2 separate regions of the Danio rerio genome follow, and region 2 is linked to region 1. The links are chromatin contacts, called in public Micro-C maps. All regions are on one chromosome and are shown on one strand. Each heading gives the region's core, a stretch centred on a gene start, on an enhancer-like site or on the middle of the called end of the contact. The rest is flanking DNA. Distances are from core to core; before and after follow the strand shown.

Region 1 (6,768 bases), core at 1,909-4,408:
TGTGCTTAAAAGAAAGAAACCCAAAGGAACCATGCGAGGACAAGCAATTAGAAAGTACATTTTCATTTTTGGGTGAACTATCCCTTTAAAGCTCCCCTGAGATCACTTTATGCAATAAAAACCCATCTGCAGTCATACAATTTTCCATACATTGACAAAATATAATTAAATAAAAACTTGGGTCAAGTGGAGCATCAGTGTTAAGCTCTGTGAACTACAACACCAAACAATGCAAATCTGGACTGAACAACCTCCTCAGATCATTTGGGACTGGTGCTGGACTTAGCCCCCCCTCCAGGCACACAGCCTGCTCGCATTTTCAACACCAGCAATCAGCTTTGTGAGGGCAATAGTGGCACAGATTCCCTACAAAGGATCCCAGCATTCCTTTGACAGGGTGAATACTAGACCCTTTATTCGTCCGTGTCCCATTTTTATTTTTTCCTCAGAAGACATCCATTGCCAGAACCCTCTTTATCAGTGCCAGGACTGATTCATTTTTAATTTGAATGGAATTCTATTACAGAATATCTGGACAGGAACATAAACGCAATCACCTTTCTCCACTTCCTGGTAAACGACTGTGCTGCTTTTTGCATAATTTCCTATGACTCATCCGCATGTACTTCAACCTAGACAGCAACTAAATATTTCTCAATACACGTAATGGATGAATTGACTTAAGTCCACAAACTGCTTTAAACTACGCATACAGTGATAAGCCACAATGTAAAAGGCCACAGAGACACCCTAATAAGAAAACAAAGCCCCGTGGCCAGGATGCAATTACGGACCATAATAAATCCTTAAAACAATAGACAGAAAAACAATTGCTACGGCACGCTGTCTCTATGAGATCCTTCTTTTGTTAAAACTTTGAAACAAGACCTACCTGTCTGGGCTGAGCATTCAGGTAAGGCTCGAACTCATCATCGTTCAAAGTATCCTTTTGGGTAACAGCTCCGTTTTGTACTGAAAAGAAAACAGAGAAAGTTAAGGTACAGGTCTCGTCTCATCCATCCATCCATACACATGCATGCATGCATGCATGCATGCATGCATAATTACAGGATGAGGAATGTTCAATTGGGGTTCTGTGTCATCTAAAAGATTAAAATCCCTTTTAATTATATGTAAACCCTAAGATTTTGTTAAACGAGTCCTCTCCTGAATCTGTCTATGCATTGTATTTATGACTATATTCAGTCAGATTATATTTTTGATGAAACATATTTTCTGTTGTTATCTAGTGATATCTTTTAAATATGATAAGAATCAATGACCTGTCCAATTCAGCAGCAGGTGCATTGCTCTGACGGGGTGTTTAAGTTCATGTCAGGAATGTCATATTTGCATGTTAAAAGCATATAAAGTACACTGGATCAACGTAGTTTCATAAAAAAAAAAAAAATGTTAAAATGCCTTGTTTTTCCACTCCAGTGAGCCAAGCACCCACTCCATCTAACCAAAGTTGACCACAACTGACCTTACTCCAACTTCCCAACTCATAAACACAAACTTCCCAGAAGCTTACCACGTCATACCTTTTAAGCTGCGAATTTGGGAAGCACCCACAGAAATTGAGCTTTGGCATAGTACACTACGTTCTTTAGCCTACAGTATACAATATTTACAAGGTGAAAAGCAAACATACGTAAGTGCATCTAAAATATCAATTATATTATTAGTAATAAATAATAAAGTATTTCTTATAAAGAGAAGAATTTCTTCAAAATATGTACTTTTGTGTTGAACAGTAGACATTCAAAGATTTGAAACAAGGGTAAATGATGCAAGTACAACACTGTTTTCAAAGAAGCACATTTTGTTGACCAAGGATGTCTCTATTAAAAAAAGTTGTCTAAAGTGGCACTGTATTAACAGCTGTACTTAATTTTAACTGCATGTTTCCCGTCATGCATGTTTAAATATATTAAAATTAATTTTGAAACAGTTTGCTTATTTTTTTTCTTTAAAATCTACTTTACAATATAATTAAATAATTTTAGCAATTAAAATCTAATTGTAGTTTTAACATTGTGAAAGACTTTAAACGGAGATGATTCTTTATAACAGCCATTGTTGCATCTGAGGATCGGTTGTCTGTGCAGTCATGTAGTCACTACAACTATGATTAAACTATTTTATTCTGTATCATTTTCCTTAAAGTACGTAATAATCGATTAAACACCAAATGGCTTTTTAAATGAATTTGTGTCAAGAATGCACCGTATGCAAAAGGATTAGAAATAGACTAAAAATAAAGAACTAAAAGCTGTCACATTAAATGCACGTGTTAAATAGACTGATTCAACACGCAACTGGATTGTGAAAGCTTGACACAGACTGGGGTGCTGAAAATCCCCTCAACAGGTCCCCCGGCGGCATGTTAACCCCCCGCCTGTTGCCCACCGGTAGCGGGGGTGGTCTATGGGTATGCGGGACCCTTCCACCGCTACACTTTAAACAAGCGTCTAAAAAGAGCGAAAGCTGTAGTGTATGTGGGTGTTCAGGTGCTTCGGAGTGTCACGCGTTCTGCTGCACTCGGCCTTAGCGCTGTGCTAAGCGGCTAACTAGCGTGGGCTCCAAAACACCAGCTCTTTATCGGATCAATAACACTAAAGTCAACCAGATCATCTACTATAAGACATACTTATCCTTTAAACCCACGGGTGTCTGTTCTGAGCAGGTTACACGGTTTGATTTGATAGCGGAATTGGTTTGAACACACGGCCTGCTAGCAGGAGAACCAGCACGAGACTCTCGTTATCTACAGCGCTAAAACGACACACACTTCACCTACCTTTGTTTGCTTGGCCTTTCGGTCTCTGGATTGGGTCCAGGTGATTCATGAAGGAGTGAGTTTGGAGAGGAAAGAGGGAGAATAAATGAAGGTTTATATGAAGCTCAGGCCTGAACTCGCGCTGCGAGAGAGAAAAAAAACCCGCCTCGACGCCACTTCTGCTCAATGTTCACAAAGTGCCTCTGTTTACCTGCTCCAGAAGGCTGCTGGCTGACATTTCTCACTCCCCGGTGCCTGTGTGTTAGACTGCGCGTTTGTTTGCGGGTTAAAGTCAACGGGAAATGTGTGTGTTTTTAGAGTCTTTGCGCCCGAGTCTCTCTCTCTCCCTCTCTCTCGCTACAGCTGCAGATCAGACACACAATGGCGGGCTGCAGTTCCTCCACACTTCAACATGGCCGAGATGCCGCCACACGTTTATCCCCGGCGGTATAGCGCCACACTGCGGCTGGGAGGAGGTGAAGGTAATGAATGAACGACAGTGGGTCCAAATTCAAGTCCCACCAAAATGATAATCCGTGGCGATCCTAAAGGGGTAAATGTAGCTAAGGCAAGGGATTTAAACTGAGAAAAAATCCGACTCATAAAATTATCAAAATGTTCAAAGTATATGTATTTAGTATACGAATATTTAATTTATTTTAAGTTACATTTTCAAGTAATCATCACTGTATTCAGTGATTTAATCACAATTTAATTTCTTTATTGTTTGTTTGAATACCTATATGTTGTATTTATTAGCTTTTTTGAATAATCTGTTTTTATTTATGCGTTCTAAATTCGAAATTTATTTCATGTGCAATTATTTAATTTACATTGTATTATGTCATGATTATACGGCTATCATTATTTTCGCATTTGTAATCATTTTATCATTATTCAAATTAGCAGATTGATAAATCCATTTGGTTTTATATCAAATTCAGATTTTGATATTGATAAATTCATTCATGAATTTTTTTTCAGCTTAGTCCCTTTATTAATCAGGGGTCGCCACAGCAGAATGTACCGCCAACTTTTCCAGCATATGTTTAACGCATTGGATGCCCTTCCAGCTGCAACCCAACACTGGGAAACACCCATACACTCTCATTCACACACATACACTACGGACAATTTAGCTTACCACGTCTTTGGACTGTGGGGGATACCGGAGCACCCGGAAGAACCCCACACGAACGCGGGGAGAACATGCAAACTCCACACAGAAACGCCAATTGACACAGCCGAGGCTTGAACCAGCGACCTTCTTGCTGTGAGGCGACAGCACAACCTACTGCCCCTACTGATATATTACAAATACAAAATAAGGATAATTTAATTAAATACACGAATAGGGTTAAATAAAATAAAAGTAAATGACACAGTGTTTTTCAAATAAATCGTCTAATTCACTTTTTTATATCAAAATTAATTCTCAATTTACTACACAGTGCAGTAAAATATCCACACTTTTGTCTTTTTTATCAGCTCTCACTCTGCAATTTTGGTTGTTGCACTAAAGACGTTAATAAAACCCGATTGTTATGTTATTATAATGAGTTTACTTTGTGTTTGTGCGCTTTATGAACTAAAAAAAAGTCACGATTAAAATATGCACTGTCACCTGTGAGCCGCTAGATGTCGCCCTGATTACGCAGCACATTTATGTTATATCAGAGAGACAGTCGTGGACGTAACAGCTTACGCAACTACAGTACATTTGCGCTTTATGGTTTATTTTCAAGAGCAACCTATATTTCCTACAGAGAAAAATACAGGAGTTCATTTTTACCTACAGTGATCAGACTGTATAACCAAAATCATACTAGATGTAGTTTGCTGATTTGTAATAGGCCTAGTTGATAGATATGCACAACAAGTGTTTACTCGTTGTTTTTGAAACTAAGGTGTGCAGTATGAAAGAAATTTTATAATTGTTTATATATATATATATATATATATATATATATATATATATATATATATATATATATATATATATATATATATATATTTTTTTTTTTTATAGCTTATTTTATCTAGCTATTTTAGCGTGGAAAGCTCTGCTGTGACATGAATTTAACTTAGGGGATTAATAAAGTCAAACAAACAAACAAACAAACAAACAAACAAACAAACAAACAAACACATTTGTAAAAAATATTATTTGAATGTCAGGTTTAGTGCAAGAAGTTATATTTACAAAGAAATGGCAGTGTTTCTAACTAACATGGCCGATAATCAAGGCTTAAAGTTTGCAATAGTAGTAGTAGCTAAAAAATCTTTCTTACAGAACTCAAGGTGCAGAAATAAATGTTTTTTTCCTTACAGACCAAAGTTTAGAACATGAGTTTTTAAGATATTGTTTATATAAAAATAGAAATATTATATAATATTGTAGGTCGTCATGGTGGTGCAGTGGGTATGATCACCTCACAGGAATAAGGTCACTGGTTTGAGTCTCGGCTGGGTCGATTTGCATTTCTGTGTGGAGTTTGCATGTTCTCCCTGTGCTCGCGTCGGTTTCCTCTAAGTGCTTCGCTGTCTTCCACAAGTCCAGACATGTGGGTGAAATAGGTAAACTAAATTGTCCGTAATTTATGTGTGAATGAGAGTGTGTTTCCCCAACAGTCCAAAGACATGTGCTATAGGTAAATTGAATAAACTAAAATGAATAAGAAATGCTAACTGACCCAGCTGGGACTCAAACCAGTGACCTTCTTGCTGTGAATTGACAGTGCCAACCACTGAGCCACCTCTATTTTATTATGATATATATATATATATATATATATATATATATATATATATATATATATATATATATATATATAATGAAAATATTTTGTTTCTACTAGGTTACATTATACTCTTTATAATACTTACTACTTTATCTAATTATTTGGAATTTTACAGTATTAACTTGAACCACATATCAAAATGTCTTAGTTTGCTTTAATCTAATGCTTATTAATTATTATCACATGCTTAATATGTAATGTTAAATACTTATTTTATTCACAATTTGGAATATGTGTTTTAGTCTTACCTTCATTAGGCTTATTCCTTATTCAATTTTATTTTAATCTTTTTTTTAAACAATTTTATAATTATTACCATCAATAGATAAGCTTGATATTTTAAATGATTGTGTCTTTCATTCTAATGTAATTAATTTAAATACATTTTAATTGTTTATTTATTTTAATCTTACTGTATCAAATTATTTATTAATTATTTTAATGTATTTTCCAATATATTTCCCTAAACCATTAAATTGCAAAACAATATTAAAAGAAAACAATCTAACAAAAATGCTGGTTATACTAAGAATTAGTATATGCATACTGCAAATTATTCTCTCTCTCTCTCTCTCTCTCTCTCTCTCTCTCTCTCTCTCTCTCTCTCTCTTCTCCCTCTCTCTCTTTCACACACGCTCACACAGCCACAAATGAACCTGTTAAAACCTGCAAGGAGTGAAATGAATGAATGACCAATTAAGATGGTGTCTTTACCATTTACTGAATGTGTATTGATCCAATTTGTGAGTCTCAGACTGTGTCAAAACAACTCATTAGCAGCTCTATCTCTATTAACAGATGCAAGACCTGTGCTCTATAACCTTTCAAGCTCCAGCCTTGGCCTGTAATGTGCTCTTAAAGCCCGATGTCAGATCTTTTGAGATTATTTTGAAAAAGTGCTTGTGGTCGAGCCCGGGTTCCTTATAGAGTCTGTAATTAGCTCTGTGAATAATCTTTTAATGCAGGAGTTGAGTTTGTGGTTGGATGTGTTGGATAAAAATTAGATATACTTGAACCCTTTTAACATTTGCTTTCAGAACAGCAGGAGATTGAGGTGAACTTTCAGTGTTGTGTGAAAATGCAAGTCACATATTATGCAAACAAGGAAAATCTCTCACATTTTTTATAAGTGCTAAAGAAACACTGAACGGCTGAAAAAGGAAGAATGAGGAAGCTGTTAGTTTC
Region 2 (7,139 bases), core at 3,489-5,988, 290 kb after region 1:
TATACACACAATTTTTGATACAATATGAGCAATATCACACGAGTAGCAGTTCGATATGGCTGTATATCAGCACTGGTGGGAGGCCTGCGTGTGACCATTTTCAATAGCCACACTTTTTTTGTTGGGAAATATATTTTATACGCATAAATTTGACTTTGACAAGCTAAGATGACTTGATTTAGATGTTGTGTTATGTCCGCAACATGCCTCCTCATTCATTTAACTTCTTCTGTGTATTGTGTATTAGCTTGCTCAGTGTGCATGAGCAAATGGGTTGTCGCAATGCAATTCGTTTTTATTTCACATGACTTTTTATGGCTCAAAATTAAGGATTTACCAAATTTATCTCTGACCAAACCAATTAAGTATTTCTTAGCCACAATGTTTTAATGTGTCAAGACAAGGAAAATATAGCTGTATTGGTGCACTTTTTAAATTCAACAAAACTTTTCTTTAAAAAAACATTACATTTAAAAAAAGAAGTATTGTGCACTGTTGCCTCACAGTGAGAAAGTTTGAGTCCCAATTGGACCAGTTTTATGTTTTCTCTGTGGAGCTTGTATGTTCTCCCCGTGTTTATCTGGGTTTCCTCTGAGTGCTCCGATTTTCCCCACAGACCAAAGGCATGCGCTATAAGTGAATTTGAACTAAATTGGCCATAGTATATGTGTGTGAACGCATGTGTGAATGTGAGAGTATGTTTGAGTGTTTCCTAGTACCGGGTTGCAGTTGGAAGGGCATCCGCTGCATAAAACATGCTGGAATAGTTGGTGGTTCATTCCGCTGTGGCGACCCCTGATAAATAATGGACTAAGCTGAAGGAAAATAAATGAATAAATGAATGAAATTTCACAGAGGCAAAAATTAGCAGTGACTCTGGAGCCGGTGTTACCGCGCAAAAGGCACCTTCTAAAACGAATGTCAGACAGATTTCTGAGAAAGCAAAACAATTTAATCACGTACAATTAAATCGAGAGAGTTTGGCGATAACCAAGTGGATATTTACTTACTACTAGAGTGACTTCTTGATAGACATGCATTAAAAACATACATTTACACATACATTGCCCCATGTTTATTTTATTTATTTTCTTGCTCACCTGTCAGAAATGCAATGCACAGGATTGTGCTACATTAAAGACAGTGAAGGACACATCTATGCTGCCTTAAAATTCAATCAGAAAAAGGTATCAACACGAGGTGAAGCAGAATTTGTATTGTTCCTTGATGCCATCCTACCTATGAATGCTTCCTCCAAAGGCAGCATTGTAGAGCTTTTGAACACAGTCTCTGTGAGTGAGTGATAAAGGACTGTGTGTTTGCTCTAATCTTCCCTGCGGACCCCCTAGGGAGCCGTAGAGCCATGAATGACATGACGGCCCATGGTGTGATTATACTGCACTGCGCTGGACTGGACTGGACTGGGTGGAGAGAATAGAATCCATCAGTGCTGTCAGCGCCGCAGTCCAAAACACAACACCCAACATATCTGACCAGCCCATGCAGAAAGCTCTTATGGCCGTTTCTTCAGTCATCAGCCTGTGTTCGGCTTATCCAACATGCTTTTACTCTCACTCCCATAAATACTCAACGACACTCACACACACGCTCCCTTGCCAATTTCAGTGAGAATATGCCACTCTTCACCTCACCTCAACAAAAGTGCGATTTTTCCCTCTCTCTAGATCCCACAATTGACCCAGATTTCACTCTCTGGTGTTCCAGCGCCCACACGTAATCTCTTTTGTTTTATGCTTCAGTATTGTTTATTTTCACACTCAAAGCCTTCAAGCTTTCTTCAGACAAAATAACACAAGAGCGTGTGCGCTTTGAGGCAGCACACATTATATTCCAGACACAGTCATGCCACCTACTGCTTTTCTAATCAGCTGCCGGCGCTGACCGCCAGATCCTGACTGATGCCCCCTCTGAAGCGCCGTCTCCATCCTTTCTCTCAGCCCCCTGCCGCTCCACAACCACCTGATTTCATATTCACTTTTTATCTAAAGTGTCGTTAATTGGATTAATTGTAGAATGAAACCCGTGTTATTAATAGAGGAGGAAAATACAGGGTTTGGGCGGGGATTAATATCTCGCTCTACACACACACACACACACACACAATATTAGCAGCACACAGACACAAATGTGGCGCAGTGCCTAGTAAAATGAAAATGTATGTGGCAGCATTGATAAGAGCAAAGGATCCTTATCTGAGAAAGAGATAAATGCTCAATCTTTTGTGCTGTCTTCAGAAATTGGGGAGATTTTTATTTTCAGTTTATGATAGAAGGTTAAAAAAGTGAATAAAAAAACTGATTAAAGAAAGAAAGGATGAAGAGTCAGGTGAACAGGAGGATTCATAGTGAATCATATGGATATATTTTTGTTTGTGTCACAAATAAAGAGGCCGTTAATGCTTAGCTCATTTCAAAAATGGAGCCTGCATTCATTTATTTATGGATATTACTTGGAGCCAATTAGTCTGGAGCAATGACATATCTGATAGTAAATATCTGATATTGAGTTCTGGATGTTGTCACTATTGAAGACACGTGTCCTGTTATCTTTCATGTGGATAAGGCAGGATGATGTCCAGGGATGTCAGCTGATAGTCACTGAAATGTGTCTCACATACTGATGAATCAGTGTAATATGGTGGTTGGAGATGTGTCTTAATATGTGAAATATTCTGAAATGCTACATAAATGGTCAAAATTAGTGATTAGAACCAAGCTGCTGTGCTGAAGGTTATTTTTATATTACATGACCTCCCTAAATTAATTGTAGTTGAGGAAAAAAAAGTAATAAATTTGATAAAGTTGTTTACAATTGATATCATGATGTATGGGCGTCACGGTGGTGCAGTGTGTAGCACAATTGCCTCACAGCAGTAAGGTTGCTGGTTCAAGCCCCTATTGGGCTAGCTGGCATTTCTGTGTGTAGTTTGCATGTTTCAAAAACATGTGCTAAAGGTGAATTGAATTAGCTAAATTGATTGTGGTGTATGTGTGTGAATGCAGTAGTGTATGGGTGTTTCCCAGTGTTGGGTTGTGACTGGAAGGGCATCCGCTGCATAAAACATATGCTGGAGAAGTTGGTAGTTCATTCCGCTGGGCGACCCAAGATTAATAAAGGGACTAAGCCGAAAAGAAAATAAAGGAATGTATCACGATGTGTGAGAATGAGAAAACAAAGAGATATTTATACAACTATTGTTTAAACTTAGTGTAAAACAGCGTATTTCTTAAAGAACAGAATGTTCCTGAAACAAATGGAATCAATAGATGATGGATATTCTATTCCAAGTATGCCCAGGTATATGTTAATAACAAAAACACATTTTTGTTTTAAATTTTACACACACACACACACACACACACACACACACACACACACACACACACACACACACACACACACACACACACAAACTTTATATGTATTACCTGACAAAAGTCTTGTCGTCAATCCCAGTTGTAAGACCACTTCAGATTTTTCCGATGAATCATCTGCTGAACTGCATCCCAATCATCACAAATATTGCAGAAGACCAATTGGAACCTGCATGGACCCAAGATTCTCACAGAAATCAGTCAAGTTTGGTAAAGGAAAAATCATGGTTTGGGGGTACCTTCGGTATGTGGGTGTGTGAGTGATCTGCAGAGTGGATGGCATCTTCAGCAGCCTGAGGTATCAAGATATTTTTGCTGCCCATTACATTTTAAACCACAAGAGAGGGCAAATTCTTCAGCAGGATAGCACTCCTTCTCATACTTTAGCCTCCTCATCAAAGTTCCTGAAAGCAAATAAGGTCAAGGTGCTCCAGGATTGGCCAGGCCAGTCACCAGACATGAACATTATTGAGCATGTCTGGGGTAAGATAAAGGAGGAGGCATTGAAGATGAATCTAAAGACTCTTGATGAACTCTGGGAGACCTGCAAGAACACTTTCTTTGCCATTCCAGATGACTTTATTCATGTTATTTGAGTCATTGCAGAGATGTATTTGTATGTATATATTATTTTTGTTAAGTGACAAGACTTTTGTCTAAGCAAAGTCAGACCTTACTGTCCTAACTAAATAAATATCAAGGCATGATCATATTTTATTTTGGTAAAATAAGAGTAATCTAGAGGCCTTTGCCTTTCATATAAGCTACTTCTGATACCACATGATCAACTACAAGTCAAGTTATTATTTGTTGTTCTTAAAACTTGGATTGGCGAAAAGACTTTTGTTTGCATTTTTCATCCTTAAAAAAATAAATAAAAAGTATCATAAATCATAATGTAGTTCATTCAGGCTATACCTTTATATTTTTAACACCAACACGACATATATATTTTGCAGATTATGCGCACGACACATCCTAGCAAAAGAAGATAATCGCAAACTGCAAATCAGAAATATGCATTTAAACGATTTGACTCTAAAAGCAACACACACATCACGAAAAGCCAAACACTTGTTGTCACAGACATGTTGTCATAGCGTTTCACGATAAATCATACCGGTGACTCCAAGCGTTCTGGAATATGCATGCTATTGGCTAAAATCGCTGTCCATCATCTCAGGCTCTCATTCGTATGGTTAAAGCACTGATCCCGCCTCTTCAAGCCATGCGCTAATTGGCCACCGTACGCGTCCGCGTCGCGCACTCAGCCAATGCGCGTGCGGCTGGTCGGGCGCGCTCAGAGGTTCCTCCGCGAACGCGCACTGGTGGCAGTCCGGAGCGGCAGCAAGAGCTCAGTACAACGAGGAGAACTCGACGAGTCCACACCGCGCGACTCCAGCGAAAGGAGAAAAGAGCACGCCAGACAGAGACTGCACATTCAGATCAGCCCCTACATCTGGACAGAGTCGCCGCAGCCTGGAGGGGGAACGAGGGATTTGAGCAGCACCGTTATTTTTTCTTTTGTGTTTTCTTTTTTTTCTTTTCTGGGGGAAGGATTGTGAGCGTTTGTCTGCAAAGATGATGGTCGGGGAGATGGAGGTGAAGGAGAGACCGAGGCCGAGTCCCGACTATCTGATGCAGCTACTGAACGAAAAGAAGCTCATGACGAGTTTACCGAACCTGTGCGGCATCTTCACACACCTGGAGAGACTCTTGGACGAAGGTATGTGTGTGTAAATCTGAGCTGTGAGTGTTCGTGTGGCGTTTTACAACTTCACAAACTATTGGTCTACTGCGAAAGAGACTCAAAATGATAGTTGGGATTTATGTTTTATTGTTAAATTTGGTTATTTGGTTGTGTTTAAGCAGCTTTCAACAGCTTTCCCCCCCTTTTATAATTAGAAAATTCGCTTTTTACCAAGTCAGTAACGTTACGCATGTGCGGGTCGCTAGCACTGTTAGCACTCTGCTAAATCAACAACTTTTTAACGGCGTCATTTTTGTTAACTTTCACTTCTTTACCATCAAATGTACAACTTTTACGGTTTTTGTCTTATTCTATGCGTTTATTACATGTTGTAAATAGCTAATAACCAGGCGCTTGAGCGTTTACTAACTTATATCAGGGTGTGAGTGAAGTTAGCCGAAGTTAGGTTAACGTTAGTAACATTAAGTTAGTTGCAGATAAGAAACTCACGGTTGTTTGTCACTTTTAGAATAGCTTTATAGTATGTTTAATTCCTCCTGTGGTTACAGTATTAGTAGCTCTACATAACACAGTGGATTTAATCACAACAATTAACTGTTTGTTTGCAGATTAAGATTTCCCCCGAGGCATTCAGTAGAGTTATGCGTGAATGCGCCCTATGCAAAGAGCGAGACATGCGGTACAGCATTATCGCGTCGAGCATGAAACAGTGTTTTATTGTAAACATATATTTATAATGCAATCTGGAAGTGTGAAAGACAGTCTGTGGTTGTTATATGCAGCAGGTTTCTCCCATTGCAGCTCGTATCTGCACCGTCACTGCTTCTCTCCACACACGTTGTGCGTTTATTTACACCCGCTGTTGTGTCTGAAATGCATGTAGTTTACAATCAGGGTTTAATCTCCTCATGTTTCGCTTAGGAAATGTTTGAATTATTACGCACACATTAAGACATTGCGCGTTTGTATTCGCCGCAAGAATTGCTGAAATGCTCGTGATGTGGACATGCAGACACGCGGTTCTGTTTGTCCTGTAACAAAGAAGGAAGAGCAGCCGCAAAATCTGCTGCAATGTTGTCCATAATCTGCTTCGTTTGCGCTCTTGGCGTTTTACAAAATCACACTGTGCGTTACTGGATAAACTAGTTTGGTTTGACTGATCACAATTCCACATTCCGATACACAAACGCAAAGCAAACCACGCGTAAGCTTGATTAGATCAGTTTTGATGAGAAGCTCAACTCACTGTATTCGCCAATGGCAAATTTATGAAGGATAATGTAATCAAATAGGATTTTTTGTATGTTTACTAACTAGTAATGTAATAACAAACGCCATTCACATTAATGCTTGTTCCAAAATGAAAATGATTTACTCAAGGGTGTACTTTGTAGTTTGTTGATGACCAAACAGTTTAGATATGGGTTAAATAAACTCCCCGTGAGTAATCCCTTTATAACTCCTGTAATAAACTAGTATTTCAACATGCAGACCGTCATGAGTTTGCTTGCATATCTATAGTAGTTTTTTCCTCTCCCTCTTTCTAGGGGTCTGTTTTCATATTACAATACACTTCTATCAATCTGCCCACAAGTAAATAAATCTGAACACAATGTGTAAACAGTTTGAGTTTGTCCACTCTGCCGCTTTCAGAGGTAGCTGAAAGTGCATTCGATCTGATTGCTTTTGCAGTGTTTAAGATTTCAAACAGCTGCAAAAGACCACTTAATCTCTGCCTACTCACTTTATTCTTAATAATTACAGCACAGGTTGTTGAACTGCACTTACCAGACAGGGTGTAAAGTTGTAAGTCTGGTTTAAAAAAGAAAAAAAGGAACATTTTTTTATTTTGTTTTGTTCAATTGCTGCTTATATCAGACCCGCAGCCGCCTGCATAGTTTTGCAGCTATCAGAGCAGAAGCCAAACAAAATGCTCATACTTTTTGTATTATTTTCTATTGTCTTTAGCATTCAGAAGTAAATAGCTCAAACATATCTTACAGCATTAGATCAAAACTTCGGAATGGACAAAA

Evidence for each region. A called contact is a pair of places that touch in the nucleus more often than the background predicts.
Region 2: a contact with region 1 is called in a Micro-C map of caudal fin, with 2.8 times the contacts expected there. The contact joins the promoter of qkia here to the promoter of ythdf2 in region 1. A contact is called at or near these places in 1 of 18 Hi-C or Micro-C datasets (caudal fin) and 1 of 4 datasets of contacts at active chromatin or transcription factors (embryo).

Annotation. Positions count from the first base shown.
Region 1 is chr17:28,909,113-28,915,880 of GRCz12tu, forward strand. ythdf2 (YTH N6-methyladenosine RNA binding protein F2) reads right to left here and starts at 3,159. Exons shown (of 4, transcript NM_200250.1): 1 at 2,994-3,159; 2 at 2,804-2,828; 3 at 893-972. The coding sequence starts at 3,020.
Region 2 is chr17:29,201,190-29,208,328 of GRCz12tu, forward strand. It overlaps qkia (QKI, KH domain containing, RNA binding a), which reads left to right and starts at 4,739. Exons shown (of 8, transcript NM_131224.1): 1 at 4,739-5,121. The coding sequence starts at 4,977. LOC141378580 (a long non-coding RNA gene) reads right to left here and starts at 5,569. Exons shown (of 4, transcript XR_012393430.1): 1 at 3,635-5,569; 2 at 3,450-3,564.